Regions from separate parts of the Rattus norvegicus genome. Here region 2 is linked to region 1. Evidence: chromatin contacts called from public Hi-C data. All regions are on one chromosome and are shown on one strand. The core of a region is the stretch at or near the end of the contact, and the rest is flanking DNA. Distances in the headings are between cores, read along the strand shown. Region 1 overlaps LOC100912002 (a long non-coding RNA gene). Region 2 has its middle 19 kb from the start of Septin9.

The links. Hi-C and Micro-C count contacts between places; a contact is called where the count stands out from the background.
Region 2: a contact with region 1 is called in a Hi-C map of psoas muscle, with 2.2 times the contacts expected there. The contact joins two enhancer-like sites. A contact is called at or near these places in 2 of 12 Hi-C or Micro-C datasets (mammary epithelial cells and psoas muscle).

Annotation. Positions count from the first base shown.
Region 1 is chr10:102,776,332-102,784,270 of GRCr8, reverse strand. LOC100912002 (a long non-coding RNA gene) reads right to left here. Exons shown (of 2, transcript XR_146205.6): 2 at 7,397-7,558. Among named protein-coding and RNA genes, the nearest start is that of Sec14l1, 38 kb to the left of the region's middle. Within about 2 kb of position 4,105, at least 56 of the 93 cell types and tissues checked have an H3K27ac peak or open chromatin away from gene starts, as enhancers often do.
Region 2 is chr10:102,953,672-102,961,610 of GRCr8, reverse strand. It overlaps a transcript of Septin9 not described here. Among named protein-coding and RNA genes, the nearest start is that of Septin9, 19 kb to the left of the region's middle. Within about 2 kb of position 3,625, at least 17 of the 93 cell types and tissues checked have an H3K27ac peak or open chromatin away from gene starts, as enhancers often do.

The sequences.
Region 1 (7,939 bases), core at 2,856-5,355:
AATAAGAGGGGCTGGCTATGAGAAACAGGCTCACCCTCATTCTGACCAAGGCCTGGTGAAAAAGGACTAGGGGAAAATGCGTTTTGATAAGGTCCCAAGGGGGTCGTTGTCCATTCAGCCAAAATGCAACATGTTAGACCTTTAGGACCAATAGAGAGATTTAACCAAAATGGTGATTTTACATTGGTGAAAACCAGGCTTGTGACACCTAGCTGGTCCAATGCTTGCCTTCCTTGGGGAAGAGGTTGGCAAGTTGTGGACGTTCCCAAGGAAACCAGTCACCTTCTCCCCAGACCACAGGACTCTCTTGTACTGAGAGAGCGGTAATCTAGCCTCGAGATTCCTCCACAAAACATCCACAGTAACAGAAATTTCTAAGTTAGTTTCTCAGGACAGTGTTGACCTGTTGTGGTTTGCCCTGGAGTTATCTGTATTTTGATGCTAACTCCACTGCCCCAAGGACAGCTGCCTAGTCACGGACTCAGGACTCAGGTGACTTCACCAGAACCTTCTCCCCATTGGATTTGTAAAATACAGGTGAGGGGCAGGTACAGGATAGAAGGAGGCCTGTCATTGGATGAGAAGGAAGGATGTAAGAAGTTTGAAGGAAGAGGAGGAATGGAAAGGAGAAAGAGACAGGAGGAAGAGGGAAAGAAGCCATGGCAGGTGATGTTAAGATTCTGCTCTGTGTATTTACAGGTTATTAATGTTCTTAAGGGATGGATGGTACTGAGCTTTGTATGTTTAGGTGTGCAATTATATCTTACCAATTGGGTCAAAGGTTATTGTGTTGTGTGTTCTTTTATGTGATGGTTTGAGTGTAGGAAAGTGTGCGGCGGCAGGAGACACTGGGCCGCCACGGAATTGGGATGTGTTTCTGCCGAGATATCTAGCAGATATCTTGGGGGCACCACGGTGTGACCTAGTGGGGATAAAAGACAACTTTACTTTTTTTAAATTTTTTATATTTATACAACAACAGTGACCCTTGCATACAAAAGTGTCACACATACTTCTTGTTATTTAAAAAAATTTTTTTTTACTTTGCATTTGTGGTGTGTGTGTGTGTGCGAGCACGCGCGCACGCTAATTCCAGTCACTCATATGCACACGAGGGCCTGTGGAAACCACAAGAGGGTGTTGGCTCCCCTAGAGCTGGAGTGTGTGTGAGCTGGCAATGTAACCCAGGTCCCCTAGAAGAGTAGTAAGTGAACTGAGCCACTGAGCCATCTCCAGCTCCACGCACAGATTTTAACACATATTAAACTAAGTCATCTCAGTGGGCTCCACACTTCTGAAAAGAAAAATGGGGAGGGGCAGGTCATATAATGTGATTATTCTGGAATAAGGTTCTGCTTCTGGGCCAGGAGGAAGTGTGGGATGGCTTAGCAAGGGGGTCAAAGGCTGCCCTGCCAAGGGACAAACAAAGCAGCCAAGGGGACAGTGAGGGGACCGAGGATGCTGGGCAGGTCCCTGCCTGCTGCTGTCACAGCTGGTGGGTATTTTAACACACGCTTAATAGCCTAACCCTGAAGCCAGCTCTGCACATGGTAAAGTCTGGAGTCCTGAGGATGGTGGTCCTGGGAGAGGATGGTGGTCAGAAAGGGCTTCTTCATCCAAGCCTGCCAGGGAGGATGTCAACCAGCAAGGACAAGGTAAGTCAGAATGGTCTATCATCCTTCCTTGGAAACAGAAAGGGGACCGGCCATGTTGGAAGTGGAGGTTTTACTTCAGTTTGACCCTTTCAGATTGCTTGCCTTCTTTCCCCCAACTAACTTTCAAAAGGGTGAAGGATTCTGGCACAAAGATGGGACATTTCAAAAAAAAAACAAAACAAAACAAAACAAAACAAAAAAAAAGGGGGCTGGGGATTTAGCTCAGTGGTAGAGCGCTTACCTAGGAAGCGCAAGGCCCTGGGTTCGGTCCCCAGCTCCGAAAAAAAGAACCAAAAAAAAAAAAAAAAACAAAACAAAACAAAACAAAAAAAAAAAAAACAAAACAAAACAAAAAGATGGGACATTTCAGGGGCAGGGCTTCCTATAACTAGGCAACCAGGAGGTGGGGTCAGAAGACTGGCAACTACAGTTCAAGCGTGAGTTCAGACTTGGGAAAGGAGGAGCCACAGGGCTGGGCGTGGAGCTTGGAGGTGGAGCTTTGCCTAAGCTGCTCGAGGCCCTGGTTCAAACCTATATCACCAAGAGAGATAGGAAGTCAGAGTCTGCCTTTCACCCAGCTGCTTTGCCCGAGGTGGCTGATGGCGGCGGCTGCATCCTGTAGGAGTTGCGTAACCATTACATAATTCTCCCAACTGACAGTCTGGGGACAAATGACCTTCCAATGACTTACACGCAGGCAAGGACAGAGCCATTTTCTGCTGTAGCGGCATAATTGATCTGGAAACAAAAACCAGAATAAATAGTTGTTCTATGTGAACCCAGACAGGCTTCTACTTGTAAAGATTATAAGAGAATGTTCCTCTGTAGTCTTCCAGTTAGCAGTTTAAACAGCGACTTAAATGAAACAAACACGTCCAGTCTTTGTTGAAAAGCCAAGTCCTAAGGGCTTCCCACCTGGGAGGGCTGAGGCAGGGATGGGAATGGGAGCTGGGGCATGCACAGGCGAGCTGGGTTTGGAGGTGCAGGCCCTGGAGGCCCAGGCAAACCACTCACAAATACAAGGCCTGTAAATTTAGGCTACAGAGAGATGGGTTGAAGGCCCAGCTGCTACAATGTATCAAGTCTGTCTCAAAATAAACCGTAAAACTGAAGGGGGGGGGGGTGTGGCTCAGTGGAGGAATGAATACCTGCCCTATGTTCAAACCTTAGCACAACAGGTGCACGGACACACACACACACACACACACACACACACACACACACACACACACGCACTCATGCACCCAAGGGCACACTCATGCACATCAACCCTATGGTGGGGGCAGCAGGCTTCTAGATATGGTGAACTGTCAAGGTCTTTACCGGGACCGTCTGTACCTGTCAGTGTGTTCTACTTCCCTTATCCCTCAGGTAAAGACTGTGTGTGTGTGTGTGTGTGTGTGTGTGTGTCCTTTCATATGTGTCAGCACAAGAAGAAAGGCTTCTTGTGTAAACTGCATCCTGAGAGGTACACTTTCCTACCCCCTCCACAGAAGAAAGCAGGCACCGATTTTAGCACGAAGCTAAAGCTTCCCACTTCCCAGGCCGTTGGCCTTAGGAGACTGGCCCAGCATCCCCCAAAGCCCTGATGATCTCCTCTCTGCAAGGGGCTCTTCCGAACTCTCTCCACTTACTCTCTGACTTTAGGTTTTGCTAAAGGTCATGTCTTTGGCATTTCCGGGTTTTCTTACCTAGGACTGAAAACAACAGTCTCCATCTAGGACAGCTGAACTGCTCTCCTTCCCCCACACCTTCTCTGATGTATTTCCTGTCTTCCCCCAGGGATCGGAAGTTCCCAGAGGGTGTCCGTAGCCACTTAGGCCAGCAGTCAGTGCTCAATTAAACTTCACTGGGATCCATCAGAAAGCTCAACTAAATGTGTTTGATCCATCAGAAAGGCGTAAACCAGGCTCAGAGAACCAAGCTCTGGAATCCTGGCCTTTCCTTTCCATTCAAGGTTGGTTTCCGAGGGCACGGCAACCAGTAATCCAGCCTCGCTGGCTCTATCTTGTCTGTACTTTTCAGCGTTAAGTACAGCTGTTCTTGCCTTGGACGCTTAAAACCCAGCAGTTCTCAACCTTCCTAACCCTGTGACCCTTAAATACATTCCCTTATGCTGTGGCGATCCCTATCCATAAAATTATTATTTTTTTGTTGCTACTTCATAACTGTAATTTTGCTGGCACGAGTCAGAATATAAATATTTTTTGGAGACACAAGTTTGCCAAAAGGGTTGCAGCACACGGGTTGAGAACTGCTGTTGAACCCTTACAGCTCAGGGAATCCGTCTCTGCATGGGGAGGCACATTAGAACATGCGCTTGCCCTCCACTGCACAAGCCCAGACTGTGGTCAGCTGCTCCAGGATGTGAGTATATCCCAGAACGGTGTACAACTGGGACCAAGTGATGGATTCCTAAGCGAGAGCCCCGCCCTGCAGCTGCACCTCCCGCATAGCTTTCTGGTGAAAGAAATCTTGGCTTCAAACCCAAACCGATCCTACCCTTTGTAGTGCTGGCCTCTGCAGAGTGCCTGGTGTAGGATTGCGCCCTCTAGTGGACAGAAAGAGAAGTAAAAAAATCCCACATCACAAGCGCTTTAGCGTTTGAGGACTTCTTTTTGCAAACCTCGGGGGTATTTTTCCTCAGGTGTTGTCCACTTGCTTTCGAGACATGTTCTCTCACTGGCCTGGAACTTACTAAGTAGGTTAGACCGGGGGGCAGGGAGCCCTAGGATCTGCCTGCCTCTGTCACTCCTGGGTTGGGATTAAACACCACATCCAGATAACTTTTGCTTGGGTACTGGGGATCAGAGGTCCTTGGTGTGTCCTTGCTTCGCCAGGCAAGCACTTTACCAACCGAGCTTTCTCTCAGGCACTAAGGCTTTCTGGACCACTAATTTCATGGGGTTATTCCTTATGTAATCCAGGGAGGCAGAGGGCCGGGCCTGCCCAGGACATGCCGAGGCCACATCTTAAGCATGCCTATGCTGTCTGGGGTCAACTAGTCAGCGCCTAGCATGTGTAGGCAGCCGCAGGGTCAGGGGATCTGATAGAGCAGATAGAAGGAAACAGGTTGGCTGGGAACTCTTGCAGCCATGTGCAGTAAATATCCTAGGCTTCCGTGGAGTCTGTAGTTCCCGAGTCCCAGCGTTGAGCTAGAAGCTGACTGCTGTGCAGTCAGTAAGACGGCAGCAGAGGAGGCCGCCTGGGGTGGAATTTAGAGGGTTTGGTGCTGGAGCTCAGGCCACCCTACCCTGTGATTTGATCACCTCTTCACTAGTCCTTTCCCTGCTCTGGGCAAACATCTGCCTCAGAGGTCCCAGCGCACACTCAGCATGGTGGTGGCACTTGCACCTCACCATGAAGACCCAGGCATGACCGTGAACTTGAGGCTAGGCTGGACTACAGAATGGGATACTGTCTTATTTTTTTTTAAAGATTTATTTCATGTTTGTGAATACACTGTAGCTGTCTTCACACACACCAGAAGAGGGCATCAGATCCCATTACAGATGGTTGTGAGCCACCATGTGGTTGCTAGGAATTGAACTCAGGACCTCTGGAAGAGCAGTCAGGGGGCTCTTAACCACTGAGCCATCTCTCCAGCCCTAGCATACTGTTTTAAATAATCCCAGTACTTGGGAAGCTGACGCAGGATTGGGGGTTGTTTGTGTCTAGCCTGGCCTACACAGTACGTTCCAAGTCATTCCTGTCTCACAGACCAAGCAGTGGACTCTTGGTCCCTCCAGTGCTCTCCTTGGACTGACTGAAGAGCCATGGGCTCTAAGTACCTTCTTCTACCCCAGCTACTTCCTGCTTGCTGTTAACCAGACATGCGCTCAGAGGGGCCCAGAAAACTGTTAAACTGGACCACACTGGTCCCGAGGACCTGCGGACGGGAGGCCAGGGTTGACTGAGGGGCAGACTGGAGCCACCATGAAGACACTGCATTCTGTGGGCAGGAGAAACACCCCACACCAGGATGAGTCAGGGACAGCCACCAAAACAGTCTACTCCACAAAGATTAGTACCAGCTATTTTTTCCCGGTGTACACTGCATCTTGACACCTTAATTTAGGCAGCACAGTCTTTTTCTGGAGACAGCACGTGGACCATAGTACCGACTTCGTGAGGCCCGAATGTGAAGCGATGCCAGGAGCCTGAAGCTATTGCAGCTTCCCTCCTGCCTCCGAGGCACCAAGCTCCTTCCATGGGATGCACCCACTTTACCTGAGGAGCCATCACCGTGACGTTCACTGTTAGGAAGGCACTCCGGGTGCAGAGGGGGAGGTGACGTGCCTAAGACCACAGGACCTGAAGCCCCAGAGGAAAACCCACGAGCTTCTGCCTCCACAATGAGCTCTCCCTGGGTCATGGCTTAAACGGCTCCTGTACACTGGGAACTTGCATGGTGCCTCTGCCGTAGCTTTGAGTGCTTCGGATTATGGTCAGTGGTTGCGAACCACGAAGGACTTACATCACAGGATTGAAATGACAGCCCTGCAGACAGTGGGCAAGCCCTCCAGGAGTTGTCAGCTGGATAACGGGATGGTGAGACCACAGTGGCCCAGTGAGTCAGAGTGACATGATGTAAGCCAAGGGGGCTGGCCCCTGGCACAGCAAGGTCAGAGTCCAAGTCAGTCTCCCAACTACTGCAAATGACCCATGCACAGTACGGTAGCTAAGCCTGTTCTTGTGAACCAAACACTCCATGCCAGCAGTGTACTGGATCTGAGACAAGGTTCCCTCGGTGTTCGAGCAACTGAGCAGAGGTAGGGACCGTGTTACGTCTGCTCCTGCTGAGGACATGGGGCCAGAGGGACCAAGGATATACAACAGAGGTAGCACAAAGGGTGACCCCACACCCACCCCCAGGCAGCTCTAACTCTAAGGCTCTTAGGAGAGGCAGCTGCTCAGCCCTACGGGAAATACAGCCCCTGACACCTAACCGCAAGGTTAGTCAGCAAGAAAGGGCTCCTGTGGGTTTAAGAGGCACATCAGCTGGGCCTGGAGTGATGCCTCACCGGTTAAGCACACTGACTGCTCTTGCAAGGGGACCACGGTTCTATTCCCAGTACCCATGTGGACCCTCACAACCATCTGTAACTCCAGCTTGAGGGGATTCAATGTCTCCAAAGACCCAGAACTACATTCGGGCATACACATAAAATAGAATTCTTGTTTTTCTCCCTTCCCAAGACAGGGTTTGTTACCAGACTGTCCTAGAACTTGCTTTGTAGACCTGCCTGCTTCTGCCTCCTGATGCTGGGACTTAAGAAGCGCAGAGGCAGAACCAGCTTCAGTAACCTCAGTGCACACAGGCGTCCAGATCCCAGGACAGGCACTCTCTGCCCGGTAATTCCTATTCACGAGTGCTAGGGAAGCCCAGAAGGCTGTGGGATCCCAGAGGCCCTGGACATCTCCCATCCAGACACCTCTTGCAACTCAATTTCCTTGAGGACACTGTGCCCCTAGTCCCTACACTCCCTAAAGAAATCTTTGGATAGCTGTGTGCTTTGTGCCCCCAAAACCTGGGAGCAGGGTCATTTAACATTCGTTGGCCATACAAACCCACGCTTGCCACAGCAGCAAGCACAGGGAACACCAGGAGCATGAAGAGGCTGGGTGTGGTGATGCACACCTGTCACCCCAGTACTCAGGAGGCAGATGCAGGTGGGTCTGGGTTCCAGGCCAGCCAGGGCTGCACAGTGAGGGAGACACTATCAAACAATGAGAACAGAGAGAGGTCAAGCTCCATTTATTTGCAGCCACCACACACAGCAGTCCTCAGCCAGTCAACACCCAAAGAAGCAAATCAAGAGTCAAACCCAACAGGTCCGGGTACACGCAGTAGGGCCAGATTCACATCCAGTGCACACGGACCAATCTTCCAGTCAAATGACCTGAGAAAAGAGGGCATACACCACCAATCCTCATTAAACCGCAAATCTCAGTATTTAGTTAAAAACACCAGCCCACAAACCATGCCCCCAGGTGGGTGTGTGAGGTGCCCAGTCTCTCTCTACAGAAACTGCTGGTACTAAGGACTGGCCACCTAGCCAGGTCAGTGACTTCCTGTAGGTCAACAGATGAAGCAGCTAGGCCTCTGGTGGCCGAGGACTCTGCAGCTCAGCACCACTTGGAATTCATTCCTATTTGACCTTCCTCCCTGGGTCCCCTCCAGCCACGCTTGCTCCACTCTAGCATGCCTGCGTCCCTGCCCCATCTGCACATCCCTCGCAGGACTGTAGCAGTCTGTGTGTGTGTCTCCTTCCCGCTACCCT
Region 2 (7,939 bases), core at 2,376-4,875, 180 kb before region 1:
AGGATCAAGACACACAGTGAGGTGCCCTGCAGGGAGGCACATCAGAGTCCCGGAGCGACACCAGATGTCTTGTGCTAGAGAAACTGGTGAGGTCAACGGGCTGCCTCCACAGCCCTACGGAGTTTGGGTATTTGGTCTGTTTGCTTGCTTGGGATGCTAGATATTTCATGCGTTGGTTTTCCTCAGAGGGCAACTGAGGGCTGAGCCACAGGGACAGAGGAAAGGACACATCTCAGCTCTCCTGGGCCTGCTTAGCCTGACCCCAGTATCTTACACTGAAGTCCTTTCTGGTGTGGTGTGGGGCCAAGCAAGGGTCTCCCCTACAGCTAAGAGGCCCACGGGACACACAGACTCAGATCCTTCTTGAGGCCTTTGTGTGCAGCTGTGTGGCACAGATGGACAATGCAGCAGTCAGGCACCGGCAAGTGTTGGCCAACGCGCTGAAGAGCCCAGGACCGTCCACGGGGGAGGGGTGAGTGCCCGGATTCTCTGCACATGGCACTCCACACATGTGGCTGACAATCACGTCACAGCACGCCAGGGTGCTGGTCATCTCCAGCTGTCCCCGACGCCGCCATGGAGTCAGTGTCCAGGGAGGGACAGAGGACGCCTGTCTTCATGGTCAGACACCCAAGGGAGGACACGGGGCCATAGAATATAATCAGGCAGATTGGCCGAAGCCTTCAGCCCTTTGGATGCTTGGGAAAGCCAGACTCGGTCACTTGCAATTTTGTTGAGCAACTATGATGAGCAAAGCAGATGAGTAACTCAGAAACCATCTCAAGGCTCCGGGGGACGCAACGCAGTTGGTAGAGGGCTTGCCTAGCACACTCGGAACTCTGGGTTCAATCACTGCATGACTGTATGGGATGGTGCACTCCTCTAACCCCAGCACCCGGGAAGAGGCAGGAGGATCAGAAGTTCAGTGTCATCCTCAGCTACGTAGGAGTTCAAGGCCGTCCTGGGCTACCTGAGACTAAGAGAGGGAGAAGAAGGGAGAGAGGAAGGGAGGTAGATAAAGTTGGTTGGTCTTGGGGCTGGAGAGATGGCTCAGTGGTTAAAAGCACTGACTGCTCTTCCAGAGGTCCTGAGTTCAAACCCCAGCAACCACAAGGTGGCTCACAACCGTCTGTAATGGGATCAGATGCCCTCTTCTGGTGTGTCTGAAGACAGCTACAGTGTACTTATATACATAAAATAAATAAAATCTTAAAAAAAAGAAGAATAAGAATTCTAGTCCAGCCTGTGCTTACAGAGACCTTAAGAAAATTTTAATTAAGTTAAACCACAAAACTCCAACTTGAACCCTTCTCGTCCATGTATAACGGTAAGAACCCAGTGTTTGGAGGTCAGATCAGGGTGGGAATCAGATGCTGGTTCCACATCTTCAAACACCACCTCCCTTTAACCCAGTGCCTACCTTCAGTGAGAGGCCACCAGCAGGGCACAACCCTGGTTGAGTAGTAGTTGGCACAAAGGGCCAGGGTGAATGTCCCTGACGACTGTGTTACAAGCAGACACTGGCCCTTTGCTGAGGCAGACATGACCCATCAACGATTTGTCCATCCATTGGCAGGGGCATAGAAAGGACAGCCGGAGCCAATAAGCCCCTCAACCTGCTCTTCCTAGGATATCCAGGGAAGAGGAACAACCTGCGTGAGGGCCACTTCCTTCCCTGACAGCTGCAGAGAGGTGCATCACCCAAGCTAGCTCATAGGCCATGAGCAGTGTGCTGTGTCGGCCGCCAAGGCTGGAGAGGCTGGGCATGAACCCAACCACCACATGCGGGATCGTTCTGACTTCAGTCAGAAAGGGGCTGCGAGCCCAGCAGAAGCTTTGAGGAAGCTAACTTCTTAGACACTGAGCCCAAAGCAAAGGGCCAAGGTTACTAGAACCTTCTTTGATGCCTTAACTCTGCGGGAGAGAGTAGACAGCCACCGTGCAATGAGAGAAGATGACAGGCAGGCCTTAGACAAGTCCCTGGGCCCCTTGAGGGGCCTTTGTTTTCTCATCTATAAAATCAGATAGATATTATCTCCTTCAAAGGTTTATTATGAAACGAGGCTGTGTTAATATCTGTAAAGTACTGAGAACAGTATTGGCCCCAGGGAGACCTCGGCCTGAACATCTCCATCTCCAGGCTCACGGTTGTGTGCACGTGCACATGTGCACGCATCAGTCACACACGCATCTGTGCTCTTACGCACATTAAACCATCTGCTCACACTTTCCCAGAAACTGCCAGGTATTTAATTTCCAAGGCTGGCCTCAGACTGAATGGAGCTGAGGTTCTGTTTCCATAGAAACCAGGGCAGCACACTTCCTGTTGCCCATGCAGTTGAAAGGAAAGGGCAGAGAGATGGATAGATAACAGGACAGAGCCTGACTGCATGCAGACCCCCTCAATACGGGGACACTGGTTGACTCAGCTCTAGAACGTGAGGGGCCTGGCAGTGAGCCCGCCCCACTGCATAGGAACACTCCAGTACAGGGACACTTGGGATTCAAACCCTTACAAGCCAAGTCTTCTCAGCAGCCACATAGGCCTTCCTTGCAACTCCAAGGCACCAGAAACTCACTACGTCATGAAACACCCTACTACTCACTGATGGTTAGTGAAAGTGGAGAGAAAAATCACGTTTTCACACTTCCCAGAACATTCCAAGTTTCTAGGATTGCTTTGGTATTTGGAGGAGCTTAAAGGCTCACCCTCTACCTGACAATCCTCCAGGCCTGTGGGGATAGTGACTACATTGCTTTGTTCCCTTCAGCATCCTTTGTTTCCGCGGCCCCGCCCCCCCCAACCCTGGGCTCTGGCAGAGCCCCATCCCAGACAGACACTCTCCCAAGCTCTGTGACCACAGTGGTCCTTCCTGGGCCCCAACCAGCGGACTGTGACCCCGTACCACAAGTTCAGGCTTGAGCCCCCAGTACCTGTGGCTGTGAACTAATTTGGATCCCATTACAGATGGTTGTGAGCCACCATGTGGTTGCTGGGATTTGAACTCAGGACCTCTGGATGAGCAGTCAGTGCTCTTCACCACTGAGCCACCTCTCCAGCCCCGTGAACTTGGAGATAGGGTATCTGTAGCTATCATGGAGTTACAATGAAGGTATAGTGGACTGGGAGGGCCTGACCCAACAACCGGAGAAGGCAGAGGGTAATTTAGACACAGACACAGAAACATACATGGACACACACAGATACACACATATATACTGCACATAGACACACACATATACACATACCAGCACAGACACATGATGCACGTGTGCACAAAGAAATACAAGATACATGCACATACATGGTCTCTCTATCTCTGTCACACACACACACACACACACACACACACACACACACACACACAACATACACAGAAAGAGAGAGAGTCAGAGAGAGGGGGTGGGAGAGAGAGCCAGATGAAAGAGAACAGAAATAGGAGAAAAACAGCCACAGCCAAGAGATGCCAAGAATTCCTGGCCAGCACCCCAAGGTGCATCCCTCGGAGCCTCCCGGAGCAGCCAGCTCTGCCCACACCTTCCTTTCGGGCTCTGTCCTCGGAACACTCACAAGATGATCCTGATGTCTTAATCAGCTGCTGCTTTGTATCCTGCTATCCAGCAGTCCCCACACAAACCCTGCCTCTCTCCTCAATGTTATCTCACAGTTAAAGTCACACGCTGTCCACCCCAGCATTAGTCAGCAAAAATTGGTGGATCTTTCCCATGTCTCATCTGGAGCAGCTGACTACCACGTGACCACCCCCAAATTCACTGGGCCACCCAGCTCCTTTCCCTGAACCTCATAGCATCCCGAGGAGCCAGGGTCAGCGAGAACCTATGCGATTTTGGTTACAGTCCTGTCGTTATTCGTTTGAGACAGCACCCGCAGTCTGCAGACAGCAATCCTCCTGCCTCAGCCTCCTCAGTTGCCGATACGATACGCTTAGCTCAGAAGTTGTGCTTCAGCTGATAGGTTTCCTAAGGTTCGTGGCCAGCTGGAAGGGTGGCCATGCTGCTGCAGACCAACCCTTCCTGATGTGGAACCTTCTAGGCTCTGTTCTTGGCTGAGACTCCAGGGGCAGGGCTGAAGGCCGTCTCTGAGGTCAGCCTCCTCACTGCCCAAAGCTCACGTACAAGAGGGCACACTGGCATTCAGTCTGGTGACTCTTGGCTTTGTAAGACCCTCGGGAATATATCTATGTCTCTGCCCCAACCCCCCAGGCCTTCAGGAAATCATGATGAGTCCCTGGACTACTGTCCAGCACAACCGCTCTTCAAACCGAAGCTGCCCCGCCCTGCCCCGCCCCCATCCTCTGTTGCTGTGAGCGAACGGCAACAAAACCTGGTTTCATGCCAAAGGTGGGGCGTACGGCTTCCCAGAGCCGGTTTCCTGCCAGGCCTAGGCACTGACCACGGGGGCGCTGACCCTCAGCTGGTGTGTGTGTGTTTGCGCATGTGTGCGTGAGTACTCAGCCATATGCAGCTTGGAAGGGTGGAGAAGCAGGTGGAGGTTCTGTCAGACAGTCAAGGAGACATTGAAATTATAATGAGAGCAATATGTACATACATCCCCATATCTGTACCTACCTCCACATCCAAAACACACGTACACCACACACACACACATGCATATGCACATGCACACAGGTGCACACATGCACACACATTCACACACATGCATATGCATGCACACACACATGTGCACACACGTGGGCGCGCACATATGTCCCTGACATTTTCCTCACTGTGTGCATCTTACAGCCATCATGGAACGGCCCTGCCCTTGGAAGACTGGACTCCAGTGGCTCCCGGGAATCGAGTAATTCCCACCAGGGTTTCCAAGTGTGGGAGTTGGTTCTACAGGACACACCCAGCCTCCGGTCCCCACCTCATCCCACCCTGCTTCCTCTCCTCGGTTCTCTTCACCCACGCTGGCTGCTCTGACCCCAACCTTTGAACTTGGGAGTGAATCATTTCCTCTGTCAAAGGCATGTGTGAACGCATGTGCACACACAGACGTATGCTGGTGGAAAGGAGAGGCAGGCCTCTTTCCGGCCCTGGCGCTCTAGCATATGCAGGGGCTGGAGGTGTTGGAACAGCACCTGAGGTGACACACACACAGGCTGGGTCCATTGCAGAAGAGTCCAGCACATGCTTGGGCCTCTGTCAGAAAGTCCTCAGCCCTGTTTGTGTCTGGGAAGTACAAGAATGTGGAAAAGGTGAGATCAGTGCCTTTGGGACCCCTCCCCCTGTGGTGGGTTGAAGAGAATGCCCCCCCCTAGATGGTACACACGTTTGAATGTTCAGTCCCCCATTGGTAGAACCAGAAAAAATTAGGAGCATGGCCTTGTGGGAGGAGGTGTGTCACTGCAGGTGGGGTTTGAGGCCATTCTGGTTGGCTCCCTCTCTTTCTGCCTCCTACTTGGTGGGTAAGGTGTAAGCTCTCAGATACTGCTCTAGCACTCTGGTCCCTGCGCGGCAGTCAGTCATGGTCCCACCCTCTGACACTGTAAGCAATCCCTGATAAACGATAAACTCTTTCTATAAGTTGCCTTGGTCAGGGTGTCTCTTAATAGTGACAGAAAAGTGACTGAGACAGAAGGGTCCCTGCCTTCAGGATCCCCCTCTTTCCATGCCTGGGGAGTGGATGCCGGGGCGCTGGGCACACTGGGAAGAGCAGCAGTGTTCCGTGCCAGTCCTGGGCAGCTGAGGCCTGCCTGGTTTAAAGAAGGTGCCATTCCAGACCTGGCATTGGGCGACAAGGAAAAGGCGAGAGAAGGGAGGCTGGGCCTGCACCACAGGGCAGCAACATAACACCTCAGCCCTAAAGGCCAAGCCTCAAATCTGCGGTCCCTGGCATGGCTCGTCTGCCTCTCCTGGTCCAGCCAATGGCTGTGATACCAGGGCCCCTCAGGCCAGGAACGAAACTGTTCTAGATCCTACTGATGAGGCAGGTTGAGCCTGTGAGTCTGACCCTGCCTACAAGCTCACAGCAGGGAGGAGGTCGCTGCTGGCTCATGCAGAAGCAGAGCACTGCTTCCCCGGCTTATCTGGAAGGACCACCTCCTGGTACCCTCCAGCCAAGGGCAGAACCATATCTGGCAGCTCTCTCAGAAGAAACCTTAGACCGCTGCATCAGTAGCCTCAAGCAGGTGGGAACCCAAAGTGCCTCTCTGAGGGCAGGGTGGGCAAGGCAACTCTCCTCTAGGGTCCAGGGCCTTCCTTTGAGGATGCTGCAACCCTGGGGCTGGGCGGGGCCCCCACACCTCCAGGAGTTCTCAAAGTGAGATCTTTACCTTTGCTTCTAACCGCCTGCCCCGCCTGCCCCGCAGCGTCTGTTTGCACCTTTAACAGGGCCTCTTTGGTCTGAGCCTCTTTAACCCTTTGTAGCTGTTCTTTTATATTCGAGTGCATAAACAGAATCGTGTGATATGAGTGTAGGCAGTGCTTATGATTCAAATAATAATAATTAAAAAGAAAGGCTGTGATGCTGGGAAGCTGGCTTAGCAGACAGAGTGCTTGCCAAGCAAGCATGAGACCCAGTACACCCAGCGTGGCAGGGCAGTCCTGCCTGCAATCCAACCATGCAGGAGGCAGAGACAGGGAATCCCAGGCCAGCACCAACAGTGAGACCCTGTCTCAGTGTACTTGAGGGAAGATAACATGGACATCAGGTTCCACACGTGTGCATGCATATACCCCTACACTCACAACTACACACACATGCGTGCACACACATCTACAAACACAAACGTGTGCACGAACACACACATGCAGAACAAAAACAAGACCCGGCCTATGATACCTTACAGGCAGCTGTCAAGAGAATCTGGACTGGGACTGGAGAGTGGTTAAGAGCACTGACTGCTCTTCCAGAGGTCCTGAGTTCAAATCCCAGCAACCACATGGTGGCTCACAACCATCTGTAATCATCTGGGATCTGATGGTGTGTCTGAAGACAGTGACAGTGTACTTATATATAATAAATAAAGTCTTAAAGAAGGAATATATCCTCCTAACTCTGACTCCTGAGTGCCACCTGGCTATAAATTAATTAACTAGAGTTTTCAAGACAGGGTGTCTTAGGGTTTTATGAAGACACATCATGAACAAGGCTACTTTAATACAAGAAAACATTTAGTCAGGGCTGGTTTATAGTTTCAGAGGTTCAGTCCATTATCATCAGGGTGGGAAGCAGGACAGTGTGCAGGCAGACATGGTGCTGGAGGAGCTGAGAGTTCTGTAGGCAGCACAGAGAAGCTGTGCTCTGCACAGACCTTGAGCATAAGAGACTTCAAAGCCCACTCCACAATCACACATTCCTTCATCCAGGCCACACCTCCTAATTGTGCCAAGTCTCCATGGGCTAAGTATTCACACACCTGAGTCTGTGGGGGCCACACCATTCAAACCACCACACAGGGTTTCTCTGGCTGTCCTAGGACTCACTCTGTACGCCAGGCTGACCTCAAACTCAGAGATCCACCTGTCTCTGCCTCTGAGTGCTGGCAGTAATGGCGTGCGCCACCATGCTCAGCACAGCACCTCATAGACGAAGCCTCATCGCTAACCCTGACCACCTCTGTTCGGACTCTCCCTCCCCCAGCCCAGCAATCGAGTTGAGATTTGTGGCTTTCTCTTAAAGAAACAAAGAATGACCTTATTTTTTCTCTTTTTCCATTTCCTTGATTTCTGTCCTTATCATCATTACTTCCTCCTACTGACTTGGTGGCTTAGTCAGGGCCTGGCCAGGAAACACAGCTACAATATCAGCGATCTTAACTGCAACTTATATAAGGGGTGTGTGCGGTGTGCGTGTGTGCGTGTGTGTGTGTGTGTGTGTGTGTGTGTGCGCGTGCGCACGCGCACATTTGATTTGTTTTTGAGACATAAATTTTTATTTTGTTTTTATTCATTTTTTGCTTTATATCTGAGC